Linked DNA regions of Ovis aries: region 1 is linked to region 2. Evidence: chromatin contacts called from public Hi-C data. All regions are on one chromosome and are shown on one strand. Each heading gives the region's core, a stretch centred on a gene start, on an enhancer-like site or on the middle of the called end of the contact. The rest is flanking DNA. Distances are from core to core; before and after follow the strand shown. Region 1 holds the start of SLC9A8 (solute carrier family 9 member A8). Region 2 has its middle 22 kb from the start of B4GALT5.

Evidence for each region. A called contact is a pair of places that touch in the nucleus more often than the background predicts.
Region 1: a contact with region 2 is called in a Hi-C map of tail adipose tissue, with 1.9 times the contacts expected there. The contact joins the promoter of SLC9A8 here to the enhancer-like site in region 2. A contact is called at or near these places in 2 of 16 Hi-C or Micro-C datasets (both in tail adipose tissue).

What each region holds. Positions count from the first base shown.
Region 1 is chr13:77,918,930-77,925,197 of ARS-UI_Ramb_v3.0, reverse strand. SLC9A8 (solute carrier family 9 member A8) reads right to left here and starts at 2,011. Exons shown (of 16, transcript XM_012189330.5): 1 at 1,963-2,011; 2 at 1-72. The coding sequence starts at 1,976.
Region 2 is chr13:77,856,735-77,863,409 of ARS-UI_Ramb_v3.0, reverse strand. No RefSeq gene overlaps it. Among named protein-coding and RNA genes, the nearest start is that of B4GALT5, 22 kb to the right of the region's middle. Within about 2 kb of position 3,734, at least 28 of the 54 cell types and tissues checked have an H3K27ac peak or open chromatin away from gene starts, as enhancers often do. A contact at or near this core is called in tail adipose tissue, where this site is marked.

The DNA of each region.
Region 1 (6,268 bases), core at 762-3,261, 64 kb before region 2:
ACCAGTTTCGTAGTGACCACCAGGGTGGTGTGCAGGGTGACATTGAAACCTTCATGAGTTGTGTTGGGGAACCTGTTGGAGAACATAAAAAGCAGCTGAATTAGACAAAGGAAAGAGGGCCCTGAGTTATCAACACATACACAAACCAGAAAGAGAACTTTGGCCTGGAGCTCTACGGCATTCACAAGGCTTGCAACCAAGAGGCAAGCCTTGGAGAGAAACTGGTTAGGAAGATTCCTGCCTGCTGCTGCACGAGGGTACAGGTGGCCTCAGGTGCACTGAACACAACCACTTAGAGGTCAGGGACAAGGGGGAGTCAGGGCCAGTGTAGAACCAAATGCTGCCTTAACGGGGATTTAAGGACTGAGCACAGCACAAAGGGAGGCAAACTGGAGTCTCATCACATTCCAAGTTCGAACATCATTTACTAACCACCTTTACTTCTCCAGTTTACATTCTTTTCCTTAGATCGAATGTGCAAGAAGCCACAGATTTTACTCAATTGTTGATTAAGTCTGAATGCCCTACCCTGCTTTACAACCTCAGTTCAATGGCCCCAAAATAATCCCCTCTGTAACACCCCCACTCCACCCCACCACTATGTTCCTCACAGCTATCTCCTCACATTGTGTTGGGATTGTAAACTAGTGTGATAATGACATAATAACCATTGCAGCTGTGATTGTAACAACTGATGTTTTTTGAGTACAGCCTCATTCTGGGGACCAGGTAACATACAAACCTGCATTTAACACGCATAACAAGCCTGAGGTGGACACTGCTACTTTCTCTTTTTTACCTGTGAATAACAGGCTCAGAGACCCTTTTGTTACGCCTGCTGGCTTAATGTGGCTAGTATCTCAGTAAGTCGGTGGCAGAATCAAGCCAAATTTGAATCCAAACTTGAAATCACTGAGCCATACCACCTCTTTTCCTTTGTGCTGCTGAGGCCCAGTTTAGTGTCTGTGACAGCCAAGATGGTCAGTAAGTAAGCTAACTGAACGAAATGACCCTAGGCTAAAAGACATATAGAAAAGTTGTCAGGCGAGGGAGTAAAATTTCAACTGTTGGTTTGGTTCCTTGTTAATTTTCATACACTCCTTCCACGAAGACGGGCTTCTATAACATGCAGCAGACTGTGCCGGGCAGGTATGCAGAAAAGACTAAGAGTGGTCCTTCCTGAGGCAACTGAAGGACGGAGACACCTCACTCCCTTTATCTTACACGGCCAGCTCCCTTGCTCTCTACACTCCAGCCTTCCTTTTTTTCTGTCCTTAGTGTCAAAAGGCACTAAGCTCTTTCTTGCACCTGTCTTCCCTCTCCTATTCCTCCTTTTGGCCTCTAAGGCTTCATCCGGCACGTCACCTGCTCCTGAGAAGCCTCCTCCACCCCAGTACCATTCCGCTTCCTTCAGAACACTGAAATTATCTTGTCTATTTACGGTCTTCTCTTTCCACTAGAACGAAAGCTCCTTGAGAAGGGCTCCGGGTCGGTCTCCCTCTCTACCATGTGACCAGGGCCTGATCGACAGTAGATGGCCACCAGTTTAATGAATAAATGGATTTCATTGAAGGAAACAAGAAAACATGATCGTTACAACGGAGGAGGGGACTGGCTACGTAAGGGGGAGGGGGGGGAGGACTTTCTGGAGGCGGCGGAGCGCTGCGTAATCAGCAGATGACCGAAAAATGGGAAAGTGAAATCTGGGCTGCGGTTTCCGCAAGGCAGCTTCCGAGATCTACGACCAACGGCCGATACCTAGCCAGAGGGTCCAACCTCAAGGGGGCTGCGCGGCCCAGGCCCGCCCCTCCCCCGGCTCGCAGGCGCCAGCACGGTCAGTCCCGGCCAACCGGCGCGAGGAGCTCCGCCTTCTGGGGCCGGAGGGCGGCCTGAAGGGCTCGCTGTCACCCGACCGGGCCCAGCCCTGCCGCCTCAGCCGCCCAGGAAAAAAAGCCCACTCACTCCTCTTCCGCCATCTTCTCCCCAATCCCGCGGAGCCTCCGAGACCACCGAGCGCGGGGCTAGCAGGGCCCGCTTTTGCTTCCGGCTTCCGCTGGAGGCGCGGGCGGGCCGACCGGCAGCGGGGCGGAGTCTCGGCTGCGCGAGGCCGGCATTTCTGTCCCTTCGTCTCTATGGCCGGAGGGTGGGAGGATGCGCGTGGGAGGACCCCGGGGAACTTTCAGGGTGTGTGGCCGCACTTCTTTTGGCCCCTCTGGCCCTGCGAAGTTCCGGCTGTTCCCTTCCACAGGGTTGGGACGTTTTGGGGAAACTCCTGAGTTGACTGTGACTCATCCTGAAAGCGCGCCCTTTCCTCCCGGTGTCCAGGAATTGACCATAGTTAAAGTGGGACGGAAGCTTCTAGAGTAAGCTTAGCAGAGGGACCCCACGGGTATACCCCCCCAGTCTCAGTTTTCCCCAGCCCAAAAGAGGACTAGCCACCTGGGTTTTGCAGAATTGTGCAGTATTCTATCTGTAAACATATATTGAGTTCTGACTGTATTCCTATCTTTAAAATAGAGGATGATGATCTTAAGAATGAATCCTCCATTCATTTGTTCATTGTCTCAACAAATAATCAGACGCCTATACGTGGTTCCAGGTGGCTCAGTGATAAAGAATCCGCCTGCCAATGCAGGAGACACAAGAGACACAGGTTTGATCACTGGGTGGGGAATATCACCTGGAGAAGGAAAGGGCAATATTCTTGCCTGGAGAATCCCATGGACAGAGGAGGCTGGTGAGCTACAGTCCATGAGGGTCGCGAAGGGTCAGACAGGACTGAGCATGCAGGCGCGTGGTTAGTGTCCTGGTCTGTGTGGGTTATTAAAGAATTTCCAGACACCAGGCAGAATGAAAGGAGAATAAAGTTTATTTCCAAGGCCCCCCTTGGTTTTGTTTTTTTTTTTTTTTTTCTGTTCTTTTGTCCTTGGGAAACCACAGTTAGCAGTGATCTGTGGGGTTGGGGAAACAGGAAAGAACAAAGTGAAGTTGGAGGGGTAGGAAGGCCCCCACCTGGAGAGCTGGTACCTTCTTGTGAGGCCTTTGGCTTTGATGCCAGCTCTGCGGCTACTTCCCTCCCTGGTGGAAACCATCGTAGCTCGGCAGCTGTGATAGCTGTTTAAACCCTTTTTCTGACTCTGCTATTCTTCCTTAAGCTTTTCCCACAGCGGAGGAACTAAACACACACAACAGAGGCCCCAGTGAACCTTTTAAACTTCAGTCACTGCCCTGCTTAAGCCAGGTACCCTGGCTTCCAGTCTCAGTCAGAGGGAAAAAAAAGGTGGAGAAGCTCCAGGACTCAACCCTGCCCCCTCTGCCTTGTGAGGTCAGTCCCCTCCCTCCTACTCACATTTTCCGCTGTGGTCACAGTGACTTCCTTGGGGGCACCTGAAACACACCAGGATCAATTGTACCTCTGCACTGGCCAGGCCCTTGGTCAAGAATCCTCAGCCCTGGGACTTCCCTGGGGGCCCAGTGGCTAAGACTGCGCTCTCACCGCGGGCAGCTGGGGTTCCAGCCCTGGTGAGAGAGCTGCGTCCCACATGCTGCAGCTGAGACCTGGTGCAGCCAAATCAATAAAGCCTTTTAAGAAAGAATACTCAGCTCCTACTTGCTTCTTGACACCCACCTTTCCCACTTTCTGTTTACCTTTCTCTTGTCCAATATGCCTTCCCTGACCAACCTGTCTAAAATCCAAGTGCTCTTCCCTTCTCTGCATTCTTCTCCTCCATAACCCTGAACATATTATATGTTTTACTTAAATGTTCAGTTATTGTTCTTCTCTCCATGAGAACATAAACTTCTGAATGGCAAAGTTTTGTTCTCTTTTAAGTACCTAGACTAGTACCTGGCATAAAGTAGCAACTAGAGAGAAAGATGACCTTGAGACTTCCCTGATCCTCCAGTGGTTATGACTCTGCACTTCCAATGCAGGGGCCGAGAGTTTGATCCCTGCTCAGGGAACTAAGATCCCACATGTATTGGCGTAGCCAAAAGTAATTTAATTTAATTTAAAAATGAACAAATAATCCATTTTGAGTTTATTTTTGGGTATGGTGTTAAAGAGTGTTCTAATTTCATTCTCAGAATAGGAGAAAATATTTGCAAATGAAGCAACCAACCAGGGATTAATCTCCAAAATATACAAATGGCTTATGCAGCTTAATATTTTAAAAAAAAAAGCAAAACACATAACCAAATCAAAAAATGGGCAGAAGTTCTAACGGAGACGTTGTTGTTCAGTCTATTTGTCATGTCTGACTCTGCAACCCAATGGACTGCAGCATGCCAGGCTTCCCTGTCCTTCACCATCTCCCAGAGTTTGTTCAAACTCATGTCCATTAAGTCAGTGATGCTATCCAACCATTTCATCCTCTGTCGCCCCCTTTTCCTGCTTCAGTCTTTCCCAGCATATGGGTGTTTTCCAAAGAGTCGGTTCTTCGCATCAGGTGGCCAAAGCATTGGAGCTTCAGCTTCATCATTAGTCCTTCTAATAAATATTCAGGACATAAAGATGGCCAAAAGAAAACATACGGATGACCAAAAAGTGCATGTTCAACATCATTAAAGGTTCAGTTCAGTTCAGTTGCTCAGTCCTCTCCGACTCTTTGTGACCCCATGAATCGTAGCACACCAGGCCTCCCTGTCCATCATCCACTCCTGGAGTTTACCCAAACTCATGTCCATCGAGTCAGTGATGCCATCCAGCCATCTCATCCTCTGTCATCCCCTTCTCCTCCTGCCCCCAATCTCTCCCAGCATCAGGGTCTTTTCCAATGAGTCAACTCTTCACATGAGGTGGCCAAAGTATTGGAGTTTCAGCTTCAGCATCAGTCCTTCCAATGAACACCCAGGACTGATCTCCTTTAGGATGGACTGGTTGGATCTCCTTGCAGTCCAAGGGACTCTCAAGAGTCTTCTCCAACACCACAGTTCAAAAGCATCAATTCTTCGGTGCTCAGCTTTCTTCACAGTCCAACTCTCACATCCATACATGACCACTGGAAAAACCATAGCCTTGACTAGATGGACCTTAGTCGGCAAAGTAATGTCTCTGCTTTTCAATATGCTATCTAGGTTGGTCATAACTTTCCTTTCAAGGAGTAAGCATCTTTTAATTTCATGGCTGCAGTCACCATCTGCAGTGATTTTGGAGCCCCCCAAAATAAAGTCTGACACTATTTCCACTGTTTCCCCATCTATTTCCCATGAAGTGATGGGACCGGATGCCATGATCTTCGTTTTCTGAATGTTGAGCTTTAAGCCAACTGTTTCATTCTCCTCTTTCACTTTCATCAAGAGGCTTTTTAGTTCCTCTTCACTTTCTGTCATAAGGGTGGTGTCATCTGCATATCTGAGCTTATTGATATTTCTCCTGGCAATCTTAATTCCAGCTTGTGCTTCTTCTTCCAGTCCAGTGTTTCTCATGATGTACTCTGTGTATAAGTTAAATAAGCAGGGTGACAATATACAGCTTTGACGTACTCCTTTTCCCATTTGGAACCAGTCTGTTGTTCCATGTCCAGTTCTAACTGTTGCTTCCTGACCTGCATATAGGTTTCTCATGAGGCAGGTCAGGTGGTCTGTATTCCCATCTCTCTCAGAATTTTCCACAGTTTATTGTGATCCACACAGTCAAAGACTTTGGCATAGTCAATAAAGCAGAAATAGATGTTTTTCTGGAACTCTCTTGCTTTTTCCATGATCCAGTGGATGTTGGCAATTTGATCTCTGGTTCCTCTGCCTTTTCTAAAACCAGCTTGAACATCTGGAAGTTCACGGTTCACGTATTGCTGAAGCCTGGCTTAGAGAATTTTGAGCATTACTTCAATAGTGTGTGAGATGAGTGCAATTGTGTGGTAGTTTGAGCATTCTTTGGCATTTCCTTTTTTGGGGATTGGAATGAATTAAAGATTAGAGAAAAGCAAATCAAAACTACAGTGAGGCGTTACCATGTGCTATAAAAATGGCCATCATCAAAAAATCTACAAACAATAAATGTTGGAGACAGTGCGGAGAAAAGGGAACCCTCTTACTCTCTTCATGGGAATGTAAATTGGTACACCCACTATACTAAAAATAGAACTACTGTATGACACAGCCATTCCTGGTCATATACCCAGAGAAAACCACAGTTCCGAAAAGATGCATGCACCCGATGTTCACTTATTATTTACAATAACCAGGACATAGAAACAAACTAAATGTCCATCAGTGGAGGAATGGATAAAGAAGACATGGTACATATATATACACAATGGAGTATTCA
Region 2 (6,675 bases), core at 2,485-4,984:
GGTGTTCAGCAAAGCTGATTCTATCTTCATGTGGCTCTAAGCTGGCCCAATCACATTTTATCCCCTAAAGATAAGTAACTGGCTCAGAAATGAACATATAACGCAGCTGAGCCAAAGAGACTCCGTTTTGGGACATTAGGCACAGTGAGAAGGCAGATTTGCTTGACCCTGCAGTTGGTGAGAGGGCTGGAGCCACTGGTACCAGGTTGGTCCCAGGAGGAGAGGCTCCCCTCTGAGATGGAGGGAATGTACCTGGGGCATCATTTTAGCCTTCGATCCAGCTGTGCTGAAGCTGGTCTTTTCAATTAAGTGAACCAAATGACTTTTCTTTTTGCATAACCCAGTGTTTTGTTGGTTTCTTCTGTCACAAATGAAATGCTCCTCCTTTTCACTTGAGCTAGTGATGATTTGGAAGGACTGATGCTGAAGTTGAAGCTCCAATACTTTGGCCACCTGACGCAAAGAGCTGACTCATTTGAAAAGACCCTGATGCTGGGAAACATTGAAGGTGGGAGGAGAAGGGGATGACAGGGGATGAGATGGTTGGATGGCATCACTGACTCAGTGGACATGAGTTTGAGTAAACTCTGGGAGTTGGTGATGGACCGGGAGGTCTGGTGTGCTGCAGTCCATGGGGTCGCAAAGAGTTGGACACAACTGAGCAACTGAACTGAAGTGAACAGTGATGATTAAAGATGTTGGGTTAGGATAAGAATTGAGTTTCTATTCTGATGACCATGCTTCCACTCCTTTCCCAAAGACTCTCCTTCTCTTCACTTTCTATTTTGAGAAACTGTCTGGGAAAAAGAGAGCTTGGAACTCCCCTTCATCAGATGATGACAGTTTTAATTGTATCTCTGAGGAGGGGATTGTAATCAGCCAGAAGTGAGGAGAGGATCGGTGACGGCAGGGTTGTACAGATGGGGAAACTGAGGTTCACACAGGTGAAGTGATTTGCCCCAAATTAACCACATAGTAGGCAGCCAATCTGGGATTTGAACCCTGATCTATATGACTTTGCAGCCTGGCCTTTAACCATCACCTGTCCTGCTCAGTGATAAGAACACGTCCATGCTCCACCACCTGCTAACATTATATACATGGAAAGGCTCCCAGTTGATGCTCTTTGACCTGCAAATCCCAGGTCAAAGGTCTATTTTAAGAACTGAAGGTGTGCTTCACAACACAGAAAGTTAACCCTGGAGATAACGTGAATGTCTCTGAAACGAGATTTGATCAATTATGATATCACAAATTGTGCTAGGAAAAGCGATATTTATATACATTACATGATGGTTGTTAAGATCACCGACTCTGGAATCAGACTTTCTTGAGCTCAAGTCCTGACTCTACTTTTACTAACCGTAAATAGCATATGTGCATGCTCAATCGTGTCTGACTCTTTGCATCCCCATGGGCTGGAGCCTGCCAAGTTCCTCTGTCCACTGGATTCCCCAGCCAAGAATACTGGAGTGGGTTGCTCTTTCCTTCTCCAGGGGATCTTCCTGACCCAGGGATCGAACCCTTGTTCCCTGTTTCTTCTGCATTGGTAGGTGAATTATTTTACCACTGAGCCACCTGGGAGGCCCCTTTCTAATCGTATACTCTTAAGTCAATTTACTTGACCGCTATGAGCTTCACTTTCCTCTTCTGTAAAATGGTTATAACAATGGTTCCCCACCCCAGAGCAGAGGGTGCCTAGAAATATCACTGGGTATAAGCAAATGTGGGCTCTGGAATTAGATTCTATGGTGAAGCTTCTAGCCTTGCTGTTTAATTTCTCTTCTTTCCCCATCTGTAAAATGGGCCTAAAAATAGGATTATAGTGATCAGTGAATACATGCATATAAGTACAGCGCTTTGGACAAGGCTTGGCACAGAGCAAGGACTTAATAAATGTTAGCTATGGATGGGGAGGGTCCTGGTTCCTCCTCAAGGACATACTCACATGACAATCTGGTATGTATCTCTGAGTTTTTCTACACTAACTAAAGCCCCCATCATGATGCAGAATGACAACTTCAGGCTGAGCACAAGCCCTGGACCCCACATTGGTTGGAACCAGAAAGCTGACGATTGAGATTCTTAGAACACCATCCTGTTACCTCACCACCAACCAATCAGAGGAAGATCACACATCCTGCAGACCACCTCTCAAATTTTGCTTATAAACATTCTTCCCCAAAACCCACAGGGGAGTTCAGGCCTTTTGAGCATGGGCCACCTGTCTTCCTTGCACGGCTCTTGCAACAAACCTTTCTCAGCTCCGGAAAAAAAAAATTTTTTTCTAAAATACCACTATTATTATACCTGCTAAAGTCTTATGGGGCTTCCCAGGCGGCACTTGTGGTAAAGAACACGCTCACTAATGTAGGAGATATAAGAGACAAGGGTTCGATTGCTGGGTCAGAATCCCATGGATAGAGAGCCTGGCAGGCTACAGTCCACAGGGTTGCAGAGAGTTGGACAACTTAGCATGCATGCACAGTCACCTGTATCGACTTTTTACATATTCTAAGTGTTCCCCTCGGTGTGATCATTGTTAATGTTCTGGAGCACTTACATGTGCCAAATACTGTGTTTAACTCTGTGCTGAGCCTGCTGCCTGTTTGCTTGTTTTCCTAGATGGGAGATTTATAGTTTGATTCTCCAGTGACATATTTATAGTTGAATATAAATTAAAAGCCTGCTTGCACACCAAAGCCGGGTCCTTTGGGAGGACATCACCTGTTTTTGTACACCTCTAGGGCTAAGATTTCCTTTTTTTTTTTTTTTTTGAGCTAAGGTTTCTTTATACATTTTTTAATGGTTTACAAAACTCAAAAGCTGAAAGTTCCCTGGTGGCATAGTGGTTAGGATTCCAGGCTTTCACTGCTGTGACTCAGGGTTCAATCCCTGGTTGGGAAACTGAGATCCGATAAGCTGATCAGTGTGGTCAAAAAGAGTAAAAAGCCAAACAACATTTTGTGCCACGTGAAAATGATATGAAATTCAAATTTCAGTATACAAAAATAAAGTTTTATTGGCACACAGCTGTATCTGTTTGTTTTCTTGCTGCCTATGGTTGCCTTAGCCTCCGATGGCAGAGTTGAGCAGTTATGGCAGAGACTGTGTGGCCCTCAGATATTTACCAAGTGATTTTTATCTAAAACTTTGGTGGACCTCAGTCATATTTGGGTCTTATAACATTTTTATCTCCTTTGTAGCAATCCCATTTGAACCTGTTCTCCTGTTTTTATTTTCTTTCCAATAAGGAGACGACTCAGAGGTTATGCCTGGCCCAGGGTCATTCCCCAGTTCATCCTGATACTCAGGTATCCTGGCTTCTGAGTTCAGGGGCTGCCCAACGTGCTAGAGTAGACCCTGATGCTGGGAAAGATGGAAGGCAGGAGGAGAAGGGGACGACAGAGGACGAGATGGTAGGATGGCATCACCGATTGAATGGTGAGTTTGAGCAAGCTCTGGGAGACGGTGAAGGACAGGGAAGCTGGGCATGCTGCAGTCCATGGGGTCGCAGAGAGTCAGACATGACTGAGTGACTGAACGACCACACTGGGCTAGAGCTCTGCTCCTTAGATGTGCCGGAGACTCGCCCTGGAAATCCCCCAGCCGCTGGCCCGCCAGATGGGTTTCAGCAAAGGCAGGACCAGCAGCGTCTGCTGGTCTAGAGAGTGCAGCGTCTCCTCAGATGGCCCCGCGGGGCGCCTCGCCAGGCCCTTTCTTCCTCTGCAGCCCGGCCTGGCGCACACAGGCTGCTCTGTGAGGCTGTGGGCAGGCGGCCTCTGTCTCCAGCAGTGTTCAGTTACCCCAGTGACATTCAATTGTTCCTGGGAGAGGAGGCCCGCGTTTGGCAGCTCCTAGACCTGGATTCCAGGAAACCTCTGCCTGACTCCTATTCTGCTTGTTTCCAATCAGCAAGTCGGCCTGTATCGCTTTCCACTGGTTGCGTAAGTCTGCCTGCCACTCTCTCCGCCTCTCTCTTGCTCTCATCTTTATGTCATCCAGCTCACTGCTGGTTGGGGAGGAAGGCCTGGGACCTCTCAGGGAAGGGGGCAAGATGCGGGCGTGTCACCTGGAGCTCACTGCTGGGGACACACCCGCAGCCCAAATAACAGATCCGAACGGCCGCCTGGCCGAGCCCTCAAGTTTCCAGGGCTGCATGTCTCACGCAGGCTCTCCGCTCTGAAAAGAGACCACGGAGGCGGCAGTTCAGGCCTGCAGGTGCCTGGCCCGCGTCTGTGTGTACACTGATGCATACCCTCCTCACAGCAGTTTGGCAGGAGCTTGGAAAACCAAAGTTGAACACACAACTCACCCAGGTTCAAATTCTGGCAGTGCCACTTACTGACTGTGTGCCTCTGGGCAAGCTGCTGAGCCTCTCTGTGCCTCAGTTTCTGTATCTGTACTATGGGGATAATAATAAAACCTCCCTTTTTAGATTGGGATAAGAATTGAATCATTTAACGCATGTACAGGGCTTAGCACAATGCCTTGTACATACTAAAGGCTCAATAAATGCAAGTGATTTTTACTATAATTACAGTGAAGTGAAGTCACTCAGTCGTGTCCGACTCTTTGCAGCCCGTGGACTGTAGCCCACCAAGCTCCTCCGTCCATGGGATTCTCCAGGCAAGAATTCTGGAGTGGGTTGCCATTAACTATTATTATTTTAAAATGTTTTATTGGAGTATAGTTGCTTTACAATGTTGTGTTCATTTCTGCTGTACCACAAAGTGATTCAGCCGCCATGTATACATATTCCTCTTTTCTTTGGATTTCCTTCCCGTTTAGGTTTCCTGTGAGCAATGAGATTCCTATGCTATACAGAAGGTTCTCATTAGTTACCTATTTCAAATAGCTATTATTATTGATATTCACCAGACAGCAAAGGTCACATTTGTGCCCTAGGAGATAGAAATGATAGCATTTATTGAAGCACTATTTTTAATAATGGCAAATGGGAAGCCGTCTAAATACCTCTCAGTAGGGAATGACTAAACAAGTTATGGTAGACCCACACTGTGGATTTCTGAGCAGCAGTTCAAAAGAAAGGGGCAGATTTATACAGCCTGATGTGAAAAGACTTCCAAAATATAATCTTCAGTGACAAAAAGCAAGAAGCCAAAGGACACACAAACAGGAACATAGATGCAAAGCACAAATATGCAAGACAGTCTGTGGGTAACATAAATATGTAAATACACAGGGGAAAATGTCTGAGATAGCGCCGTCTGAGATGGTTGTCAGTAGCCAGACGTAGCTATTTACATTTAAATATAAGTTCATTTTACAAGTTTAATTAAAATTAAATAAACAATTCAGTGTCTCCATGGCATCAGCCACATACAGGTGCTTAGTAAGTCACCTGTGGCCAGTGGCTAATATATTGGACACTGTGGACACTGACTGGCTCATCAGTGTAGAACATTCTATTGGATGGTGCTGGTCTAGATGGGTGAAAAAGCCAAACTGATAATAGCGGTTGCCTTTTGAGGAGGAGGCAAGGGTCTCGTTTGTTCTTCTGTTTATTTACTTTATTTTTGGACTGCGACACACCACATGTGGGACCTCAGCTCCCTGACCAGGCATTGAACCTGCATCCGCTATACTGCAAGCAGGGAGTCTTAGCTACCGGACCGACTGCCAGGGAACAGTGTTTATCGAGCACCGACTGTACCCGCACTACACCCAGACCACAGCTAGGAGTAGAGCAGATCAAACTACTTGCCCTCTTGCTTTCCAGTGGGTGATATGTCGAGTGGAAACTGAGGCTTCGATGAAAAATAGAGCAGGTGCCTGGATAAAGAATGTTGGCAGACGGCACGGGTTGTTAAGACACTTTTTACATTCACCTGAATTTTTTAAAAATGAGGAGACTGCCTTACTTGTGTAATTAAAAATTTATAAAAGGAAACCAAAGTACCTCAGCCCTGGAGAGAAGAAACCTGGGTACCTGCCCCAGTTCCGTCCCTAACCCTTTCACCGTGTGCCTAGTGGCTTAAGCTTTCTGGGCCCCCGTTTGTCTATCCTGATGTGCCTTAGATAAAACCTCCGAGGCCCCACCCCCAGCCCCTCCATCCTGTAGTTGATGTTTCCGCCAGTCTTTTCATCTGTCCAGGAAACCCATGGATCACTGGAGTCCTTTGGAAGTGTTAACACGTAAAGACTCTGCAGGAAGCTGTTGCAAGAATCACAACAACCCAAGAAGGAAAAGGAGGAGAATAGGAAGGAGGGGGCAGAGGAGCAGGACTGGGGAGGTGGGGAGACCACTTGCAGTCAGCAGAGGCTTGGACCTCCAGCAAACTTAGCCTGAGAGCTGCTTCAGCACACCCAGGTTAAATCCACACAGAGTTCTTGTTAGAGTCGTGTAGACAGACACTTCATAATCAAAGCTAGTATCTACTGAGACTGACCATGCTGCAGGCAGGCTTTCCATGGATTAGCTCATTTCATTCTCACGATAGCTTTATTGAGGTCAGTGTAATTTATCAACCTCACTTTACAGATGAAAAAACTGAGGTTCCAACAAACTAAATAATACCCAATCGTTAGGCGGAGAGGCTGGACTTTTCAACCCAGATGTGTTAACCACCATGTTTCAGCACCTGTGGCTTATAGTCAGCTAGAACGCGAAGCAGAAGTGAAGGCTTTTGCTTTTTAAAAGCAGTCCGTGCA